Linked DNA regions of Hordeum vulgare: region 2 is linked to region 1. A link is a contact called in public Hi-C data. All regions are on one chromosome and are shown on one strand. The core of a region is the stretch at or near the end of the contact, and the rest is flanking DNA. Distances in the headings are between cores, read along the strand shown.

What was found. A called contact is a pair of places that touch in the nucleus more often than the background predicts.
Region 2: a contact with region 1 is called in a Hi-C map of leaf, with 4 times the contacts expected there. The contact joins the enhancer-like site here to the promoter of LOC123426843 in region 1. A contact is called at or near these places in 2 of 6 Hi-C or Micro-C datasets (leaf and seedling).

What each region holds. Positions count from the first base shown.
Region 1 is chr2H:500,324,623-500,332,080 of MorexV3_pseudomolecules_assembly, reverse strand. LOC123426843 (putative lipoxygenase 5) reads right to left here and starts at 2,813. Exons shown (of 7, transcript XM_045110740.1): 1 at 2,013-2,813; 2 at 1,133-1,651; 3 at 560-883; 4 at 362-447; 5 at 1-216. The coding sequence starts at 2,385.
Region 2 is chr2H:500,496,280-500,503,737 of MorexV3_pseudomolecules_assembly, reverse strand. No RefSeq gene overlaps it. Among protein-coding and RNA genes, the nearest start is that of LOC123433634, 6.9 kb to the left of the region's middle. Within about 2 kb of position 2,922, at least 1 of the 3 cell types and tissues checked has open chromatin away from gene starts, as enhancers often do. A contact at or near this core is called in leaf, where this site is marked.

The sequences.
Region 1 (7,458 bases), core at 1,564-4,063:
CGTGCGCGTCCCATAGGCCTTCCGGCCGTCCAGGGAGTTGATCCGGTCGAGGAAAGGCATGAAGATGTCATGGTAGTCCAGCATGTACAGCTTGTTCTCCTCCAGCGCCTGCTGCACCGACATGCCGTCCAGGTTCCCGATGATGTGCTCCTCCGTGATGGCCGACTCCGGCGGGCCGTAGACGGCCGGGTCGAGCTTGCTCACCGGCGGGAACACCTAGAAAAGAAGGCAAAACGCTTTCCTCAGGCCCATTGCAATACGCACAGAGTCGCACGCAGACAGCAACGTTGTAGTACAGTTGTTGAGCTCTGTTTTGGAAGCTGCAGCGTTGCCGTTGTTTCGCGCGAGACGGACGGCTTACCTGAAGCCGCTCGATGTTGACGGGGTTAATGCCAGCCAGCGCCTGCCTCGCGAACTCGTCGTCACGCAGCCACGCGAACTTGTCCTCTGCAACAACAGGCCAAGCCAAGAAAACAAAACAGCGTCAGTACAAACAAAGAAACAAGAAGCCATGGCGTATCTTATCATATCCCAGTGGGTGATTCGGTGGGCTTATTACTCTTGATGATGTCGGGGGTGTCGTAGCGGAGGAGGCCCTCGCTGTTCTCCTGGATCTTGCGCACGAATGGGATCTTCTGGAACAGCTGGTCGTGCAGGGCCTGCTTGAGGCGGAGGCCCTCCTTGAAGAGGTTGTCGACGTCGTGGAAGCCGGCGAAGTCGCGGCTGTCCGGCGACACGGAGCTCACCAGCAGCGGCATGAAGTTGTGGAGCAGCGCCTTGATGGCGCCCTCGGACAGCATCTCGTTCTTGCCCTCCTCGAACTCCTCGTCCCGCGACACGTAGATGGGCTCCGGGTACTCCACCCTGCTCTCCGCGCCCTCGTCTGCAGTGCACCAAACCAAACGCAACGGCCAAGTCAACGTCAGTGACGATCGGGTGGTTCGGGTACGAAAGCAACGCGCCGGAGCCGGACCGACGGTTTCGCTCCCGCCATGTCGGGGAGGACACTGTTGCTATCGCAGAATTTATTGGATGGATGGATGGATCGGTCGAGTCGATGCCGACGGTGGTGCCAAGGCAAAGGCGGCCCAAGGAGAAGAGAAGAGGAAAAGAAGAATGGAGAGCGGCTTGCCTGTGACGGTGCTTGGCCGGGCCGTCCGCATCCGGCGCGGGTACGGCAGCTTGTCGCCGCCGAGGACGGGGCGCTCGAACCCGGCGCCCTTGTCCGGGTTGCCCAGGTCGTTGTACACGTCGTAGTCGTAGGCCCGGTCGGTGGTCTTCCGCACGCCGGTGCCGCTGCCGCGCAGCTCCTTGAGCTCCCGACGCCGGACGTCCCTCAGCCCCGGCGGCGTCTGGGACGGCAGGTAGGGCTTGTTGGTGAAGAAGACCCGCGGGGCAGGGTCGATGCGGCTGGGCTGGACCCACGAGTTGCAGGTGAAGTGCGCCGGGCCGGACGGGAAGCCCTCCACCAGGATGCTCTCGATGAAGAACTCACGCTGGTGCCGGTTGAGCACGGTGACGGCGCCCGGCTCGCCGAAGGCGGCGTCGACGGTGAACTCCGCCGTGTACACCACCAGTTCCGCCTTGACGTCCCGTTTCTCGAACCACCCCACCAGCCCCGACTTGTTGCTCTTCTTGGGGTCTCCCTTTCCTGGCAACAGCAGAAAAGCCAACAAGATCCGCTCAGCTCAAACTCAATGCGTGCTCCCGTTCCAATGATTCGCTCTGATTTTGATACTACTCGAGACAAGCATGCCACATGTGAGAAGAGAAGAAGAAAAATCAAATCGACAAGCAGAGGCTACGGGGTTGGTGGCCGTGCGCTCGGCTTCCATGTGGACGCGCGCACGCGCAGGTCAAGAGACACCAGCTGGAATATTCTCGTCCCTGGAGTGGAGCTGAAGCGGCGAACGGAAAGCGGAGGAAAAGCTGAATTCAAAGATGCAGCCCGACGGCCACGGAATTCAAACGCAGCAAGGAAGCTTCGCGGCGGGGACGGGGGGGGGGCTTACTTGGGTCCGTCTCGGTGCTGATGAGCTCGAGCAGGACGCTCCGGCCGACCCTGTCGGCGTAGGCGTCCATCTGCTCGGCGACCTGCTCCTTGACCTCCACCTTCCGCTTCCGGCGCACGGTGACCACGGCCCTCGCCGCCACGCTCTGCGGGTGCGCCTCCGGCCGGGCCACCCTCTCGGCCGGCGCCGAGGTGAGGACGACCCGCTCGGCGAGGGCGCCCACCGGCGCCTTGGACCGCACCGTCCTCCTCGAGGGCCTCCCGCCCAGGCTCGCGAAGCAGAGCCCGCGCTCCCGGCCGCCGCGATGCGCCGCGGTGCTGGCAGAGCCTGCCGCCTGCAAGAAGGATCTCCCCAGCAGCTCCATCGGCGGCATGACCGTAGAAAGAAGCTCCCCTCCCTCGTCGGCGCAGATTAGCAAGGTTAAGATCGCTCGCCGGGGACGAAATGGGTCAGAGCGGCTGGCCGGGCAGGGGGATATGTTTCTCGCTCTGGATCTTGGACGGTTGGACCGGACACCAGTAGCAGCCCCCCTGTTTTCTTTTGTGCTGCCTTTCTCTCTCGTAGTGGGACTGGGAGCGCATTATATATAGGCGCTGGCGGGAGGAGGGCGAAGGGTAGCTAAGCCAGAGGCAGAGGGAGGCCGAGCGCCCGAGCGGAGCGCGCGGTCGCCCGAGGGAAAGAAACCACGAGCGCGATGTGGAATCCCCGCGCCGGCCACACGTGTTCCATACATCCTACGCGAATAGAAAACGGCGGGCGAGCGAGCTGCGGGGCCGAGGCTTCGACGCAGGTGAGGTGCCGGTGCTGGTGCTGGTGCCGGTGAGCGCGGGGGATGGGCTTTTGTGGCTTGATGATTCGGACAACAAAGCCCCGGGTACACCCCCAATAAAACCCAGGGGGGCGAGCGGGGCCGTGGGGTGGTTCGCCCGGCGGACCCACCGAACTGTTTCATAGTTTTGATTGGTGCGCGTAGATGTAGGTGCATCTCAATGGAAACCGGTTGAATGCCGACAATTCGACGAGGTGGTACGCCAAAGCATCAATCCTGGCGGTACTTGCATAACAAAGCGGTTAATCATGTGGATTGTCAAAAAAAAGAAAGAGCGGTTAATCATGTGAATCAGAAAAGCGCGATTCACTTTCTTGCATGCATTCTCGTAAAATTTAACTAGACATGATCCAACCTTTTGGCTCCTCCCTCCTCCTTGGCTTTCTCTCGGCTACAGAGCCATATCGTGGCTTTGCCACCGGGTGGGCCTACGTCATCTTACATTATGGAAGCTAAGAGCTTACACAATAGTAATATATGAATACAGATGCCTCATGATAAAAAATAGCTTACATATCAATATTGATTTTTTTTTCTCTCCAATGCAAGGTGTGTGCCTCGTCAAAGAATAAAAAAATCAAGACTCTAATACATGTATCTCTACTTTTCACTCTAACTTTTTTAGCTTTTTACATCAGACCATACATTTTCTCTTCAAGCACCCGCCTCCTGCATAGGATCCCGCTTCCTTATGTGTGACGTCCTCGTTTTAATCGTACGCTAATCATAGACGCAAATGCGTACGATCAAACCCAAGGACTCACGGGAAGATATCACAACACAACTCTAGACACAAATAAAATAATACAAGCTTCATATTACAAGCCAGGGGCCTCGAGGGCTAGAATACAGAAGCTCGATAAACAAACGAGTCAGCGGAAGCAACATATCTGATTACAGACATAAAACATGGGGTGCCTTAGAGAAGGCTAGCACAAAAGAAACACGATCGAACGAGGGGAGGCCTCCTGCCTGGGAACCTACTAAACTACTCCTGGTCTTCAGCGGCCTCCATGAAGAAGACATCATCGGGATGGCGGACATCGGCAGGAAACTCCACTCCTGGGCTCCATCATCTGGACGCAGCAACGGATCAAGGGGAGCAAAGCAACGGTGAGTACTCATCCAAAGTACTCGCAAGACTTACATCAGAACTATGCTAAGTATGCATCATTATCAAAGAAGGGGGTTGGTTATATGTGGACTGAGGGCAGCAATGCAAGAATAGAGAGAGAAGGCCTACTCCTATCGAAGACTAGCATCTTCAGGGTCTTGCAGCAATAGACGAGAGTAGAACAGGTGTAACACAATTAATAATCATATTGTTGCAGCAATATTAAAATGAGGTCACGCCCACAGATCCTCCCTCGACTCCCTGTGAGGAAGCAATCCCGGGGCAACTAAAATCCAGTTAAGTAACAATTGTAGATGTATACGATCAGGGCACAACTCCAAGTCGTCCTGTAACCGTGGACACGGCTATTCGAATACTTAAATTTCATCCGTGCAAGGGTGCACCACATTTCCCGTCACGCTCGATAACACTCTGGCCGGACACACTTTTCTAGGTCATGCCCGACCTCGGAATATCGACACGACGCAGCCCCACCTAAGACTCAACAGAGAGGCCGGCCCGCCGGTCTAACTCCTAAGCACAAAGGGTTCGTGGGCCCAATTCCCCTTCGCGCTCCTGCACGATGCGTGGGCGGCCGACGTCAGTGTTGGAATTATGCCCTAGAGGCAATAATAAATATATAATTATTATTATAATTCCTGTATCAAGATAATAGTTTATTATCCATGCTATAATTGTATTGAATGAAGACTCATTTACATGTGTGGATACATAGACGAAACACCGTCCCTAGCATGCCTCTAGTTGGCTAGCCAGTTGATCGATGATAGTCAGTGTCTTCTGATTATGAACAAGATGTTGTTACTTGATAACTGGATCACGTCATTGGGAGAATCACGTAATGGACTAGACCCAAACTAATAGACGTAGCATGTTGATCGTGTCATTTTGTTGCTACTGTTTTCTGCGTGTCAAGTATTTATTCCTATGACCATGAGATCATATAACTCACTGACACCGGAGGAATGCTTTCTGTGTATCAAACGTCGCAACGTAACTGGGTGGCTATAAAGATGCTCTACAGGTATCTCCGAAGGTGTTAGTTGAGTTAGTATGGATCAAGACTGGGATTTGTCACTCCGTATGACGGAGAGGTATCTCGGGGCCCACTCGGTAATACAACATCACACATAAGCCTTGCAAGCAATGTGACTTAGTGTAAGTTGCGGGATCTTGTATTACGGAACGAGTAAAGAGACTTGTCGGTAAACGAGATTGAAATAGGTATGCGGATACTGACGATCGAATCTCGGGCAAGTAACATACCGAAGGACAAAGGGAATGACATACGGGATTATACGAATCCTTGGCACTGAGGTTCAAACGATAAGATCTTCGTAGAATATGTAGGATCCAATATGGGCATCCAGGTCCCGCTATTGGAATTGACCGAGGAGTCTCTCGGGTCATGTCTACATAGTTCTCGAACCCGCAGGGTCTGCACACTTAAGGTTCGACGTTGTTTTATGCATATTTGAGTTATATGGTTGGTTACCGAATGTTGTTCGGAGTCCCGGATGAGATCACGGACGTCATGAGGGTTTCCGGAATGGTACAGAAACGAAGATTGATATATAGGATGACCTCATTTGATTACCGGAAGGTTTTCGGAGTTACCGGGAATGTACCGGGAATGACAAATGGGTTCCGGGAGTTCACCGGGGGGGCAACCCACCCCGGGGAAGCCCATAGGCTTTGGGGAGACACACCAGCCCTTAGTGGGCTGGTGGGACAGCCCCAAGTGGGCCTATGCGCCAAGAAAAGGAAATCAAAGGAAAAGAAAAAAAAGAGGGAGGAAGTGGGAAGGGAGGGGGACTCCTCCCACCAAACCAAGTGCAACTCGGTTTGGGGGGGGAGTCCTCCCCCCCTTGGCTCGGCCGACCCCTTGAGGGTCCCTTGGACCCCAAGGCAAGGTCCCCCTCCCTCCTCCTATATATATGGAGCTTTTAGGGCAGATTTGAGACGACTTTCTCACGGCTGCCCGACCACATACCTCCATAGTTTTTCCTCTAGATCGCGTTTCTGCGGAGCTCGGGCGGAGCCCTGTTGAGACAAGATCATCACCAACCTCCGGAGCGCCGTCATGCTGCCGGAGAACTCTTCTACCTCTCCGTCTCTCTTGCTAGATCAAGAAGGCCGAGATCATCGTCGAGCTGTACGTGTGCTGAACGCGGAGGTGCCGTCCGTTCGGTACTAGATCGTGGGACTGATCGGGGGATTGTTCGCGGGGCGGATCGAGGGACGTGAGGACGTTCCACTACATCAACCGCGTTCTCTAACGCTTCTGCTGTACGATCTACAAGGGTACGTAGATCACTCATCCCCTCTCATAGATGGACATCACCATGATAGGTCTTCGTGCGCGTAGGAAATTTTTTGTTTCCCATGCGACGTTCCCCAACAGTGGCATCATGAGCTAGGTTCATGCGTAGATGTCTTCTCGAGTAGAACACAAAAGTTTTTGTGGGCGGTGATGTGCGTTTTGCTGCCCTCCTTAGTCTTTTCTTGATTCCGCGGTATTGTTGGATTGAAGCGGCTTGGACCGACATTACTCGTACGCTTACGAGAGACTGGTTTCATCGTTACGAGTAACCCCCTTTGCTCAAAGATGACTGGCAAGTGACGGTTTCTCCAACTTTAGTTGAATCGGATTTGACCGAGGAGGTCCTTGGATGAGGTTAAATAGCAACTCATATATCTCCGTTGTGGTGTTTGCGTAAGTAAGATGCGATCCTACTAGATACCCTTGGTCACCACGTAAAACATGCAACAACAAAATTAGAGGACGTCTAACTTGTTTTTGCAGGATATGATTGTGATGTGATATGGCCAATGATGTGATGTGATATATTGGATGTATGAGATGATCATGTTGTAATAGAAATATCGACTTGCACGTCGATGGTACGGCAACCGGCAGGAGCCATAGGGTTGTCTTTATACTAACGTTTGTGCTTGCAGATGCGTTTACTATTTTGCTAGGATGTAGCTTTAGTGGTAATAGCATAAGTAGCACGACAACCCCGATGGCAACACGTTGATGGATGATCATGGTGTGGCGCCGGTGACAAGAAGATCGTGCCGGTGCTTTGGTGATGGAGATCAAGAAGCACGTGATGATGGCCATATCATGTCACTTATGAATTGCATGTGATGTTAATCCTTTTTTGCACCTTATTTTTCTTAATACGACGGTAGCATTATGAGGTGATCTCTCACTAAAATTTCAAGACAAAATTGTGTTCTCCCCGACTGTGCACCGTTGCTACAGTTCGTCGTTTCGAGACACCACGTGATGATCGGGTGTGATAGACTCAACGTTCACATACAACGGGTGCAAAACAGTTGCGCACGCGGAACACTCGGGTTAAGCTTGACGAGCCTAGCATGTGCAGACATGGCCTCGGAACACATGAGACCGAAAGGTCGATCATGAATCATATAGTTGATATGATTAGCATAGGGATGCTTACCACTGAAAC
Region 2 (7,458 bases), core at 1,673-4,172, 170 kb before region 1:
AATATTCCTCATTGAATCAGCATACTAGCCTTGAATAACTCCCCACGCGAGGGCTTGAGGTATTGACGGAAATACAGTTATTCCTCACATAGATCCCAATTATATGTTGATGACCAGTGATGTATGCGAGGTGGTGATATTGGTATGCAATCGAATTACCGTAGATGGGAAATACTTGGTAGATTTCCACGTATCAAAGATAAAGGGGAATAATACTATGAAGTCTGGTCATGAGCGTGTAAAACTGCATGACTCCAACGTAAAGTTGGTAAATTGCAATTTCAAAGTAAAGATCCCGTATTGAGGTTAATTCTTTGGATAGGATTATACCAAACCATTTTGAGTCTAGACTAATAGGACAGAGTGCAAAACTTCAATTATAGGGCCAAGTTGAAGGCACACAAGGAGAATTCTACAACTTGTCCCTTCAATTTGCTTGAAATCGATGTCAGGATAATGAGCCAATGGTTCCGTGTGAATAAAGCACACACTTAAGCCAATGGATGTGGAAGATGCACTCACCTCGACTTGATCCATTCAAGGAGTTTGAGTGGTTCAACATAGACTTTAAGGTGCGCGAGCCTTAAAATTTCGACGGACACCTCTATAGTTTAGTAGGGTACGAGTTAAACTAGGAGCAATAAAGCATCGTGACGTTACTCGAGTACCGAGAGGGATAGTAAATTTCACTCGAGCTGTCAACAAATACCTCATCGCGTCTAGCGATTTTAAAATATCTCCTTTTTCTAAATGAGATTGGAATTTTTTTACTTCCCTCGGTATAGAGTTTGTGGTGCATATGTCCACGAGGCACATATCATCTTTCATCAGATTGACTCCCGTAGACATGAAGGTTCTCAATATGAAAATCATTGTCAGATATATAGAATAAATATAACAATACTTATGTTGTTAATACAACATCATAGATGGACATAGATAAATATTGACCACTTAAGAGATTGAGAGACTATTTATAGTCTCCAAATATGTCGGTTGAGGCATATTCAACCATCACATTCTCCGTGCCCATAGGGTCACATCATCATTATTGATGTGAGGTTGAAGGTTGAAGTGAACTTCAAACCTTTGCCATTGAGGTTCATTGTGTCCGAGGAATTGCTCATACAGAATAACCAGATGTTGAGATGTGAATCAATATATCGCCTTATGATGTATAAGACAACATTCTTCTGTTAGCAGCGTGATCCTGACGAGAGATGAATCTTACTGTCTTGGATTTCGCACATTATCCCACGAGACACAAGAGTGATCATGTTGTCCTTCGCCCAGGAAGGGCAGCGGTGGCCGTTGAGGGCGATGCCTCGAATTCTCTAGCCATCGGTTACTAGAGATAATTAATTTACGATGAGTAAATTAAAGACCATCATATTTGATGTTCTAATGAACTTAGCAAAATCAATGGGTATTTTAAGAAGTTATCTTGAAACCATTAGTGTGAATCTGAAATTGCTAAATATGACACCTTGGAGATAATTTTTAAAATGGAGTGGATCTCTGAGCACTAGGGAGTATAATGTGATGAAATAAGTAGATACTCACTCGTAATGCCTTATGTCATGACTTAGAAAAAATGTGTGGGAGAGCACTTTGTAAAGCAATCATAATGTCGAAGACAAAATGTAGGCTTTATGAGTAGTCATCGATAATCTGCGTAGGCACTAGATCCATATGACTACCTTGTAATCCCAAGCATCAATTTAAAGAAATCACTTTGAATTTTGCATCTGTCTTTGCAAGAAATTGAAAATCTCAATTGCAAATAGACGTATTAATCTCGACATGTAGCGAACATGAAGATACATACATTCCGGAATACATAGTACTCAACACAAATACACTATTATTATAATGAATAGTAATGATGTTGGAGACTTGATATTCAAGTGAAAAACTTGAATTATATGGACCTCTAAATTAAATGAGATGATCTTGTATCTAGTTGCAAGATAATTCAGCAAAATAAATTAATATTTTGTAAGAAAAAATAAATAATCTCAGTCGCAATGATGTTGTTTTGCGAGAGAAGAAAATTCTCAATTGTAAATCTATACTTTAGAGGTATTGAATTTATCTTCACGAGGGGTAAAAATCTCAATTGCAAATAATAGATGTAATTAGTCTCAACATGTAAGAAACATGAAGATATATTACATCAACATATTATATGGAATACATAGTACTCAATATATTTACAGAAATTTAAGCACTAGTGTGGTCAACTAGTCGGATAAGAGAGAGAGCGACTAAAGAAATCCAGTAGCTTTCTATCCCAAATGCACATCGAGGCAGGAGGCGACGCCAGCGCCGGCCGGATGGCCGCATCACCGGAGATGAGAAAATATCCCGCCGCGCTCATCCACAGAGGAGGAGCCACCATGGAGGTGTATGCCAGGCGCAACAACTTTGAAGGCGCTGTTCGCGAGCCCGAGCGTCGCTGGGCTCCATGTGCCAGCGCGGTCGGAGTGGCCGCTCGACGGTGGGCTAGCCACCAGGACGGCGAGGGACATGAGGCAGTGGTGAGCGCTTCACAGCGAAGGCGGACCGCGGCGGTGCTAGAGGAGCCGCTCACGCGGAAGCCAAAGCTTAGGACGGAGGCCCTAGTCGACACTAACACGAAGGCGAGTGCGTGATAGGTAGCGACTCGACGTCGACGACCACGGAGGTCGGAGACGGCAGCGATGGTGCCAAAGATGGCCGGGCAATGGGCTGCACACCGCTCGCCGTCCTCAAGAAGCCAAGCTAGGAGGAGTGCTCGCAGCCGCCGAATCGGCTGCCCACCGCATCGTAAATAGCTTTGGCCGTTTCAGCGGCTGCGCTGCACGGATGGCGAGTGGCCGCTAGTTCCAACGCAATGGAAAATAGGAAATCACATGCTACTTACTTCCCTTTGCATTAGTGGTTGTTTACGTTGATGTGCCTGAATACGTGGAAAATGGAGAACCACTTCATTGCTGTATGGCACAGATCCAGTCCTTGAATCAATGTTGGAAATAAGTCGTGACGAAGCACGGTGCGACAAGCGTCGGTGTGCTAGGTCGGGTTCGTAGCGGTGCGGTCGGCGTCGGTGCGTCAGGTCGGTTCCACGAGCTGGGTCATGACAGTGCGTACATGTGTTGCGATGGTGTGTGTGCATCTGAGTCCGCTGCAGCCATTGGCGATCTGTTGGAAGGCCAAGTCATAGTAGACTAGTGTGAGCACGTCGTGCGCTTGGCCGCAACGGAATCGAGCAAGTGATGTTAGTCGTGCATGCACAAGTGGCGGTTGTGGCCGTGCATGTAGGTTGTTAATGCATGCATGGGTGGATTAGTTAGCCAGAGACCGATTAGTTAGTGCGTGCGTGGTTAGCAGTCGGATGTGACGGCAAGGTTAGTGTGCACGCATGCGAGTCGTGGAGTTTGTGGCTCGGGCTGTACGTGTAGGTCAGCTATTTAAGTTGTAACTCTGGTTGCTTTGAGGGGGGAGTTAGAGCTCTTGAGTAAAAGGCTGTACGTGCAGCCGGCCGTTGGTCGGCGGAAAATTTCCTGTGTTCAGTGTTCAACTCGCTCTTCTTCTTCTTCCTTCGTCCAGGCCAAGAGTGAGAGAGCAGTCCCAACATTTGGTATACAGAGCTTCGTTGCGATCCACTACGTCGACCATGTCCATCGTCCCGTACGGCGCCGGAGGGAGCACGTTGTCGCTCCCCGTGCCGATGCTCACCGGTGACAACTATACCGTGTGGGCGATCAAGGTGGAGGCCAACCTCGACGCGCAAGGGTTGTGGGAAGCGGTGGTTCCGGCGGAGGACTCGGCGGCGGCGGTCATCGCGAAGAAGGACAAGCCGGCGAGGGCATACCTCCTCGGAGCGCTCTCCGAAGACATCCTGCTGCAGGTGTCATCGAAGAAGACGGCGGCGGAGCTATGGGCGAGCCTGAAGACGCGGTTCGTCGGTGCGGACCGGGTGAGGGCGGCGCGGCTCTCCACTCTCCGTGGTGAGTTCGATCGCCTGCGCATGAAGGACGGCGACGAGCTGGACGCGTACGCCGGAAGGATCAGCGGCATGGCAGCAAGGTATGCGGCCCTCGGAGCGACGCTTGACGACGCGGCAATGGTGAAGAAACTGCTCGACACTGCGCCGGACCGGCTGTACGCAGCGGTGGCCGGATTTGAGCAGTTCTGCGACGTCGACAAGATGCCGTTCGAGGAGGCGCTCGGTCGGCTGAAGGCGTTCGAGGAGCGAATGAGGCGGCGCGCTCAGGACAATAGCGGACGTGGCGGTGACCAGCTCCTACTCACGGCGGCTCAATGGGCGGCAAGGCGACGTCAGCACGGCGGTGGCTTCGACCACGATGATGACGGCGCGGGCAGCACGACGTCGGGCGGCGCAACAAAGCGACGAGGAGGCCGTGGGCGCTGCTACAACTGTGGCCAGCGTGGACATTTCCGGCGGGAGTGCCTGAAGCCACGTCAGGCAGAGGCGGCGGAGCACGCGCTTGTCGCGGCGGTCGACGACGACGTCGGGCCGGCACTCCTCTAGGTCACGACTTAGGGGGTGATTGTTGGAAATAAGTCGTGACGGAGCACGGTGCGACAAGCGTCGGTGCGCTAGGTCGGGTTCGTAGCGGTGCGATCGGCGTCGGTGCGCCAGGTCGGTTCCACGAGCTGGGTCATGACAGTGCGTACATGTGTTGCGATGGTGTGTGTGCATCTGAGTCCGCTGCAGCCGTTGGCGATCTGTTGGAAGGCCAAGTCATAGTAGACTAGTGTGAGCACGTCGTGTGCTTGGCCGCAACGGAATCGAGCAAGTGATGTTAGTCGTGCATGCACAAGTGGCGGTTGTGGCCGTGCATGTAGGTTGTTAATGCATGCATGGGTGGATTAGTTAGCCAGAGATCGATTAGTTAGTGCGTGCGTGGTTAGCAGCCGGATGTGACGGCAAGGTTAGTGTGCGCGCATGCGAGTCGTGGAGTTTGTGGCTCCGGCTGTACGTGTAGGTCAGCTATTTAAGTTGTAACTCTGGTTGCTTTGAGGGGGGAGTTAGAGCTCTTGAGTAAAAGGCTGTACGTGCAGCCGACCGTTGGTCGGCGGAAAATTTCCTGTGTTCAGTGTTCAACTCGCTCTTCTTCTTCTTCCTTCGTCCAGGCCAAGAGTGAGAGAGCAGTCCCAACAATCAACACATCATTGTCAGGTTTTCCCCTCGCCAGCAGTAGCTCTCCTACGCGCTCTCTCTTCTCCAGCTCGAACCGGTGGAAGGAGAAGGAAGAAGTGGGGGTAGACGAGGGGTAGACTTAGGGTTTCTGGCGCACGAACGCCACCTCGTGTATTCCCTGAGCTCGGACTCAATACACTCCCCGCTGTCCATTACATCACGTGAGGGAGGAGTGTTTATAGCCGCGATCGCAGCGCTCCACACCGCGCCCACGACGCACACTCACCCCACGTCCCTGCGCTCTGGCCCGCGCTCCCGCCGCGCGCGCACGCGATCCGCGCGGCCAATTCCAACGCCACGACGCGGTCCATCCTCGCGCCCGTTGCGCCAACAGACACCCTGCACACGCGACACCTGCGTAGACATGCCCACGCAGCTCCTACACGCACGCACGCACGCCTACGTCGCGGACCCGACGCGTCCAGCGTGCCCGGCGCGCGCCCATACACGTGCCCGGCTCGTTCGACGCCTCGCCGCGACTTATTTCCCAACAATCATGTCGCCGTCGATGAACTTTTCTTATTCGGATTTCTTCTCTATCGAGATTGTTGCAGCTACGGACATGTATCATGGCCTGGCCGTTGGCGTCATCTCCGACAAGCATGCGTCGTCATCACTTCTTCAATTTCTTCTGGATTTCTATGCTAGGCAAAGCGGTTAGTTTCTCAATTAATCATGGAAAGAAGTACTAAATCAAATTCATATTCTTGATTGATTTCTCCTTTGCACGAGCATGCATTCCCTTGCCAACACATGCTCGGATGATGTGGTTGCAGCGTCAGAACGCCATCGAGAGGAATCTCCTTTCTTTTGACCTCTGTAGAGGGCCGACGGCTTCTAGCGTCGCCGATCTACACGGCTGCTCTTCGGACGTCGCCGGCGGGACCTCCTACTTCCCTCGTTGCGGTCAACTATTGAGCGGACGCACACGGGGTCGTCCGACTGGGCCGACCTAGATTTTTTTTTCTGTTCCTTTTTTTCGTTTCTGTTTTTTTTCTTTTTTCCTTTTCTTTTCTAATTTGAAGCAAATTTTTTTTAGATTTTGTAGAATATTTTTTGAAAATTCAGAACATTTTTTGAAATAGCAAACATGTTTTGATTTTTTAACAAATTTTGAAATATGAACAAATTTCAAATTCACGAACAAAATTATAAAACCGTGAATAATTTTTGAATCTGGAAAACTATTTTGTAACCATGAACAGTTTTCAAATTGTGAACATGATTTTAAACATGAACACATTTTGAAACCATAAGACATTTTTTCAACTATAAAATTATAAAATTGATTTTTTTTCAAATTTTGAAACATTTTTTAAAATTTCAGAATATTTTTTCAAAATCCGGAATATTCATCAAATTACGGAACATATTTTCAAATTATGAAACATTTTTTTGAAAAAGCTGAAATATTTTGATAAAAATTCCAGAACAAATTTTCAAATTCAGGAATATTTTTTCAGAATTACGGAACAATTTTTTAAATTTCGGAACATTTTTTAAAATCCGGAACATTTTTTCAAATTCAGAAACATTTTTCAAATTGCGGAACTTTTTTGCAAATTCCGCAACACCTTTTCAGATTCTGGAACTTTTTTGCAAATTTGGAACATTTTTTCAAATTCCGGAACACTTTTTCAATTTTGGAACATTTTTTCAAATTAAGGAACATTTGTTGAAAATCCGGAACATTTTTTCAAATTCCGGAACATTTTTTCAAATTTCAGATCCATTTTTCAAATTCTGGAACATATTTTCAAATCCCGAATATTTTTTAAAATTCCGGAACATTTTTTCAAATTCCAAATCTTTTTTGAAAATCCAAACATTTTTAAACAGAAACAGAAAAAAAGAAACAAAAAAGAATAGAGAAAAAAGTTAAAAAATGAAAAATCGGTTCGGGGAATCTTCTAGAAAGTTCTTAAAACCGAAAGAACCGGTTGGAAAACTCTAGAAAGTTCACAAAACCGGGATTGCTAATGGCCGGCCTGAACCCGTCGGTGGCTGGGAGCTTGTGTGCGTTTGCCCGCCTATTTGACGCAAAGAGCGTCAAATAGGGTTTTCCGTCACCGGCCTTAGACTTCCGCGTCGCGTTGTGAGGCCGATGGGATTGCTCCACCGGGAGCGTGCTGATAACGTGTTTGAAGTTGAAAAGAGAGAGATAATGAGAATCGTTAATCCTTATTGATGAGAGTGTTGTTATATATACAATGTCAAGTGTAGAAGATTATGTTTAGGGTGTGCAAATA